Linked DNA regions of Gasterosteus aculeatus: region 1 is linked to region 2. The links are chromatin contacts, called in public Hi-C maps. All regions are on one chromosome and are shown on one strand. Each heading gives the region's core, a stretch centred on a gene start, on an enhancer-like site or on the middle of the called end of the contact. The rest is flanking DNA. Distances are from core to core; before and after follow the strand shown.

What was found. A called contact is a pair of places that touch in the nucleus more often than the background predicts.
Region 1: a contact with region 2 is called in a Hi-C map of skeletal muscle, with 2.0 times the contacts expected there. The contact joins the promoter of alp3 here to the enhancer-like site in region 2. A contact is called at or near these places in 2 of 6 Hi-C or Micro-C datasets (both in skeletal muscle).

The regions. Positions count from the first base shown.
Region 1 is chr1:1,985,536-1,989,068 of fGasAcu3.hap1.1, reverse strand. It overlaps alp3 (alkaline phosphatase 3), which reads left to right and starts at 2,094. Exons shown (of 11, transcript XM_040176203.2): 1 at 2,094-2,259; 2 at 3,144-3,260; 3 at 3,345-3,460. The coding sequence starts at 2,190.
Region 2 is chr1:1,870,965-1,874,615 of fGasAcu3.hap1.1, reverse strand. The region is part of intron 2 of LOC120813126 (chloride channel protein 2); the gene reads right to left. Among protein-coding and RNA genes, the nearest start is that of LOC120813126, 17 kb to the right of the region's middle. Within about 2 kb of position 1,840, at least 4 of the 9 cell types and tissues checked have open chromatin away from gene starts, as enhancers often do.

The DNA.
Region 1 (3,533 bases), core at 845-3,344, 110 kb before region 2:
GCAGTAAATGGGGAAAGCGTTTCTGCAAAGCTTTTATCGCGCCTCCCAGTTCAGGTGTGTTTTATTGTTCAGGTGCAGTCGTCCAAGTTTTGGAGCACTGCGGTTTTTCCCCCATATTCTGATTTGATGATATTCACGCAAGCGCTTGAACATTTGTGCGGCCACGAGGCGCCGCGTTGGTTAGAAGGTGCTCTGATTTGATCCCTTATGAAGTAAACAAAGACCGGTGAAACCACTGGATTCACTGGTTCTTTGACATGGAGAATAGACGGTTCCTCGGAGAAGCTGATGTCCACTTGCAGACTCGGCGCTGCGACGCAAAGAGGATCTACTGAATGTTTGTTTCCGCTCATGAACGAAACCTTCAGGCCTTCAAACCACTGCTTTTGTTTTTTGGTGTCTCCCATCGCATCGGGACTTGAGCTTGGTGGAGAATTTGGTAAAAAAAACAACAGATTTGCCTCAAATGTTCACGGTCCTTCCACGTTGTGTCTTCTGGTTAGAGGCCGATGAGACTTTCAGTGGGTCTCAAGGGTCCATCAACAGATCTCTTGACCCCCCCAGGGATCCTGATCCAGGACTGTTTAGTCAAATGTTGAACGGGTTTCATTGTTATTTGCTGTGATTATTCCAGGTCCCTGAAGCTTGACTTGTTTTAGAGATGAACGTCTCTCCTCCTGTCGGCCTCAGGTGAGCCGGCTGCCCGGCTGCCCATTAGCAAAACGTCTGCCGCGTCCCCACATCACACGCCGACAGAGGAACGGATTTCTGTCTACTCTGCATTGCACATCTGCTTTGTGGCTTGTTGAGCCGTCTGCCTGACATCCTTAAATACACTCCAGTGTGTGTTTGCAGGATTTACTGTGTCGGGGGGGGGCAATTGAGTCAGGTAATGTACCCCTGGGTGTCCTCCCTTACTACATGCTGCAGACCGAGGATCTTTTATACGTGTTTTCCATTTGAAACCTAAAATATGCGACTCTGCTCACAAAATATAAATTATTTAAAAAAAAACTGCAGTTAGAAATGATTTGTAGAAAGTCCTCTTGAAATGTGGAGAATCCGTCTGTTGCGTGCTGAAAGCACTAGAGGGGGCCGTGGCACCGTGCACATACGGACCTGCGTCCATTGCCCTCATTCTGCAACGGACAGTTCTGTGAAACCGCTTTTAGAAAACGGGTGTTTCTGCCCCGAGGTTTGAACACTACGGTGCTTCTCCTTCAGCATGACTTCATTCAAAAAGACGACACGTCGTCGTTCTTTCCTCGACCTGACGTTATTTGATACAGTTTCACACTAAATCAATTAGTTTACAGGTCTTTTTTTGTTAGATTTAAATGAATAAACAAGCTTACATCAGCTGTAAAAATGTTTTATAAAAAGTCTTCAAATCCCTGATTTTCCATTTTTGTGACGGTGGAAATAAGTCTTCTAAAACTCAAACATGCATTCTGGAAATATTTTCTGAGCCTCATTGATCTAATTTTCTTATTTATTATTAACATTGTTCTCTGCGTTGGTCCTCAGCAGCAGCTCTACATGTAAATATTTTCCCTTTCAGCTTCTATTGATCGTGATCATAGATCGTCATCGTTCCCCAGCTGCTACAAAGTGTTGAACCCGTAACAAATGACCCCTCGCCGTCAATTAGTGACCTCGTTGGGAACATTAAGGGCTCTAATCAGCTGAGGCAGCGGTGGCCTCGTGACACCTTCAGCTCCATCGCCACGCAAACACATCCAGCTGTACTCACTTACACAACCCCCCCCCCCCCCCCAGGTATGATAAAGCATCACACACGCACCACGTGCCCGACCGTCCCTCTGATCTTTAGCACGGTGTCGTAGATAAAGCCGCCATTAAGCGCTGCGATTAAGCGCTTGTTAATAATTAATGGTTTCCAGTTTGAAGCCGTTTGTATTGTTCATCAACACAGAAGCTCTGCGCTCCGTTTGGGCTTAAATTCATAAATGGAGAGTTTAGATTCTGTGTTGTTTTTTTTTTTACCAGGTTTTGGCTTCGACCTGACAGCCGGGCGGTCCGTTCAGTCGGGGGCCGCCGTGGCCCGAGGGTCATAATGCATTTATGGCGCGTTGATAAAGGTGATTGGCAGCTGCTGTGATTCCAGGACAGCCTTATCTCCGCGGCGGAGGCGAAGCTCCTCTCAGAGATCTTCTCTGCCGTGGACCATGGCGTTGAACGGAGCGCTCGTCCCGGCTCTCGTCCTGCTGCTGGCGTTCGGATCCTCCGGGGCCAAAGGTAAGAAGACGACGACGACGAAGAAGCCCCGTCCCGCCCCCCGTACCTCCTCACTTTAAACGTGTGATTGGTTCTCGTGACCTCTGGGTTTTTCTGTCTCGTTAACTTACAAACTGAACGGCGGTTCCGCTGGTCGCACGCCGGCAAACCTGCACAGAGGTTCCATCTGGCCGGCTGAGGTCGTACGAGGTCATTTTGACGCATCGGTGGGCCCGTGAAGCGTCAAATAATCCATACGCCTCTAATGGATCCGTCCGTGTTGCGCCGCTGTGGACTCGTGCTTTCGCCGCGTTTACAGGACTTTAGATGAGAAGATGAATGTTCCTCTGAGCACTTAAAATCCCACTTCCTCTTCAACTGCAACCTCGATAATTAATGTTTCAGCAGTAGATTTCCAGCAGGGAAGGAACATGAAGAGCCCGTTTCTCTTCTGATCTCGCCGTCCTTCGTTCTGCTTGCACACAAACTACCCGTCGTCTTCCTCCAGATCACAGAGGACCGAGAGTTAAGACCGATTGATCCTCGCCTCTTTACCCCGGAGTCACACTTTCTTTCCTACTTTTAAAAAAAAATCTTAATCACCACCCGTCCGGAGCTCAGCGTCTCCTTTCCCTCGTCTCACTGCTCCGCTCGCACCTTTCATCGTTTGCTCGTTTAGCAAACGGCTTCCGAAACTTCTTCCAATCGGCCGACTCGGCGCCTCGCGGACTTGTGCAACCGGCTGTTGTCAGCATTTACTGCTCGTTAGTGGACTCCTGCCTGGGGGGGGGGGCGCGGACGCACGTGTGGAACCCAAAGGGCCTGAGCAGAGATCAGGGGGTGTTCTGTGGTTGATCTCCGCGGGGTGCACGCGTGATAAGGAGACGGCCCGTGTGATGTCGTAGTGGAGGAGGAGAACCCGGAGTTCTGGAGGTCACGGGCCCAGAGGACGCTGCAGTCGGCGCTGGACAGGAAGCTCAACACCAACGTGGCCAAGAACATCCTGTTCTTCCTGGGAGACGGCAAGTGGCGCAACGTCCTCACGCCAGAATATTTATTCATCAGGAATCTATGGGATCAACGTGCGTTTTGTGTTTGTGCGTCAGGTATGGGAATCACAACCATCACGGCGGCCCGTATCCTCAAGGGACAACTGGAGAACAAGACGGGGGAGGAGACGGTGATGACCATGGACACCTTCCCCAATGTGGGACTGGCTAAGGTACACACACACACACACACACCTGCAGGTACCTGCACACGTGTAATCCAACAGTCGTGTGCTGAATGTGTTC
Region 2 (3,651 bases), core at 591-3,090:
TCAGGCAGGGAAGTGAAGAGAGCCGAGCGGAGGGAAGGATTGGAGGGGGGGGGGGGGGGGGGGGGGTTGGACAGAAACTCATTCGTAGCCTTCGGTGTCCGATAATCGATTTTACAGCGAGGGCGTTCGCCTGGGAGAGCCACACAAAGCCAGTCAAAATGAATGACTGCATTATAAAAATATCGCACGCGGCGTATTGATTCATGGAAGTGGAGCAAGTCTCTGCAAACTCTCCTCAAATGAAGACATAAAGGTGCGTAGTGGATCTCCAGACAGTCGCAGCACAACTGGTTCATTAAACAGAAAATAAACCAATTTTATAAAAAAATTTAAAAAGTCATTTTATTCCCGTCTTTTATTGGTTTATTATATTAATGCAAGAAAATCATCTTTTTGAACTTCAAGCCGTTGAACTTCAACTTTTAGGACAGTATGTTTTGCACTTTTAATCTTTTAAATGTTCGTATGGGGTCTTAAACCTTGGTGAGCAGGATGAACGTGCAGCTCTGCATCCGAAATGAACATTTAAATGACACTTAAAACGGATTAAAATAACTGTTAAGGTGAATAGATTATATATTTGCAGTAAGTGAATTAAGTTTACTTAAAAAATCAGTTGATTTCCCTCAATTAAAAACATAAAACATCACAAAATAAATAATATATAATAAAAAAACACCTGTGTCGTTCTTTGTTTGCACACGTTGCCAAACGGCTGGAAGAAGCAAAACACTTGAAAAATCACCGGCGCCTCAGAACCGCAGCATAAATACGTCGTCACCGTTTTAAAGCCGCTATGGCCGCCATCTTGGCTCAACATGCTGACAACAAAAGTCAATGAACGCTGCCAACGCAACAAGTGCGCGTGCTGACAAAGACACACACACACACACCACTTTACTGTACATATGTACGTGAGCCATGTGTATTGTGCGTTTGTGTGCGTTGGACATCGGTTGCTAGGCTGCGCTGCCCTCGGTGATTTGATGGATGCGGTCCACGGCGAGGTGAAGTGCGTCCTAACGTATAATCACCACGTCCCATTTCCTCCGTCCGGGGCTGCAATTTAGAAAACTTGAAATGTTTGGAGCCACAGGTGGGCGACACCGGAGGAGCGGGAGAGAAGAGGCCGTGACACCAGCGGGCGCCACGTCGCTCCCAGCGTTAGTGGCTCAGTCGCGCCTCAAGTTTGGGAACTTCTGCTGATGTCGCCGCGCAGTTCGTTTCATTGAGGATCCGTAAAAAACAACAAAGAGCCATTTCATAACCATAATGTTTTTTGGAGGCGAATCGGTGTTGAAGAGGTTAGTGATTAATATTCCGCTTTTCCTCCTCTCCATCCCGCCGTTTACCCAAAAGAGGGAGACAGACTGTTATTTTACAGTCAAATAAAGTTAATTCAGAAATGAGTTTCTCTGATCCTCGTTAAACGTCTGTGACAACGTGTCACAAAGGATTAGAGGGCCGCCGAAACACGCACACACACACGCACACACACACACACACACACACACAGCCTAATTGGCAACACGGCTTGTGTCACCGGTTAACGAGCGTGTGTGTTGGTGCGAGCTTGTGTGCGTGCGTGGATCCTTCCACAAGTGTGGCGGTTTCCCACCTGCGCCGATCGGTTAGCTTCTTCGCTCTGCCATTTTAAATCAAGCTTTTCAATCAGGCTGGCGATGGAGGGGGGAGAGGGGGGATGGAGGGGGGAGACTAGAGGAGACGAAATGGAAAAAGAAAGAAAAGAGAAGGAAAAGAAGAAGACGAGAGCGCGTGGGCAACTGTTGGTCGCTAGGCGCCTGACGGTCGTCATGGCAACATGTGGCGCCATGCTAAGCTCCTGCTGACATCACACCTGTTGCAGCGAAACACTGTGTGTGTCTCTCTGTGTGTGTGTGTGTGTGTGTGTGTGTGTCCTGGAACCAATTAAATGACATAGCGGCGCGGTTGAACTGAGGGAGAAAAACTGACAGAAGATATGGGAAAAAAATACAGCGTATATTTTAACACCTTATGGACACAGCTGCTAACTGTGTGTGTGTGTGTGTGTGTCTGCACGCATTGTGTGTGTTTGTCCATCCATGCGGGAGCCTATGACATCTGGATGACACCAGTTTGGAGCATTGAAAGTCAAAAACCCAAAACACACTTATGGTTCTAAAAGCTAGAGGAGACAATAGTTTAGAGATAATAGTTTTTCCTTACAGCTCAATTTTATGACCACTTGTGACTGAGCTCCTTTAATGGAATTGCGGTGTGTGTGTGTGTGTGTAGGTATTGATGTACATAGAGATATACTTTTTAAAGCATCTTTACGCACAATAAGATCTGCGGTAAATTCTATTGTCTCATCTGCAATTATCAAATAGAACGAAATTAGTTCCGTGGCAACGCGAGGAGATTATATCAGTTAACTTCATCCTGCCGAAAAATGTAATTGAACGTGTAAATGGTAAAAATACAAAAAAGAAAAGAGAAAAGATGAATTATGAGGGAATATATCTGTGTCAAATTGTGCACCGTGAACAGGCAGGCTGACGGAGGCCGAGAAGATTCTCCCTGACGGCCTGTAGATCACACACCTGACATCACACACACGTAGGGAGGACCGCAAGGACCACACGCCACCATTGTCCCGCTGTGAAGCTCAACGCTGCTCCCTGGTGGCAGCAGGACGCAACAACAAGCTCCCCCCACAAAGCGCAGTGCCGGTGGGAACGCGCCGCATGTTGCTTCTACTGTCGCGTGTTGTTCAGGACCTCCTGATGATGATGATGATGATGATGATGATGGGCCATAATTTACTAAATGGACATCGTGCCATGTTGAGGAAGACTTGAAACCAGAGATTGAGACCATGTTTACAATGTTTACTGGTAGAATAAATCAAGAGCGAAGTAGTCATTTTCTAATAGCCGTCTATGGGACCAGAGGAGTCGCCCCCTGCTGGTCACTACAGAGAATGCAGCTCAAAGGAACTTCCTCTTGCTTTTCAGAACTACATTTATCCATCCAACAAGTTCTCGACTCTTGTCCTCCAAAATAAATGAAAAGCCCTGTTAAAAACTTACTAGTTAATACTCAAACTACTACTGATTTTCGTAGTAGTGTGGTACACCATGCAGCCCTGACTTAACTGTCAAGGTTCTACTGTGCGACATTTCCCACTTTGAAAAAGGATTTTTTCAATGCAGCTACATGGTTGTTCTGATTTCTCTACATCATTTGGATCAGAAAGTTCCACCCAACGATGTTCCAAAAGCTTCAGTCAAAAGCTTTTAGTTTGACACCCCTAACTTACTTTCATACGTCTTTTTACGACAAACTCACACAAGACGTGACAACATCTTTTCCCAGCGTTACCGAGGAAACATAATCAACTAATTGAACAAGGGATTGAGCTTCAAACCGACCTGAGCATTCATCCGATTCCTCCAGAGTCGAGTGGTCAGTTAATGGCCGGCTATGCTAAGCTACGCTAGCAGGACCAGCTGACTTTACTGCAGCTCTATTGTCATTATTCTACATCTATTTGTGTACATAAAGGTTTACTTTACGCAGTGAGCCTCGCTGCGACTGAATCACAACAACAGAGACGCTACCCGTCCGCGCTGCCGTTAAATATCCACCGCCGGGAGCTGCTGGGAC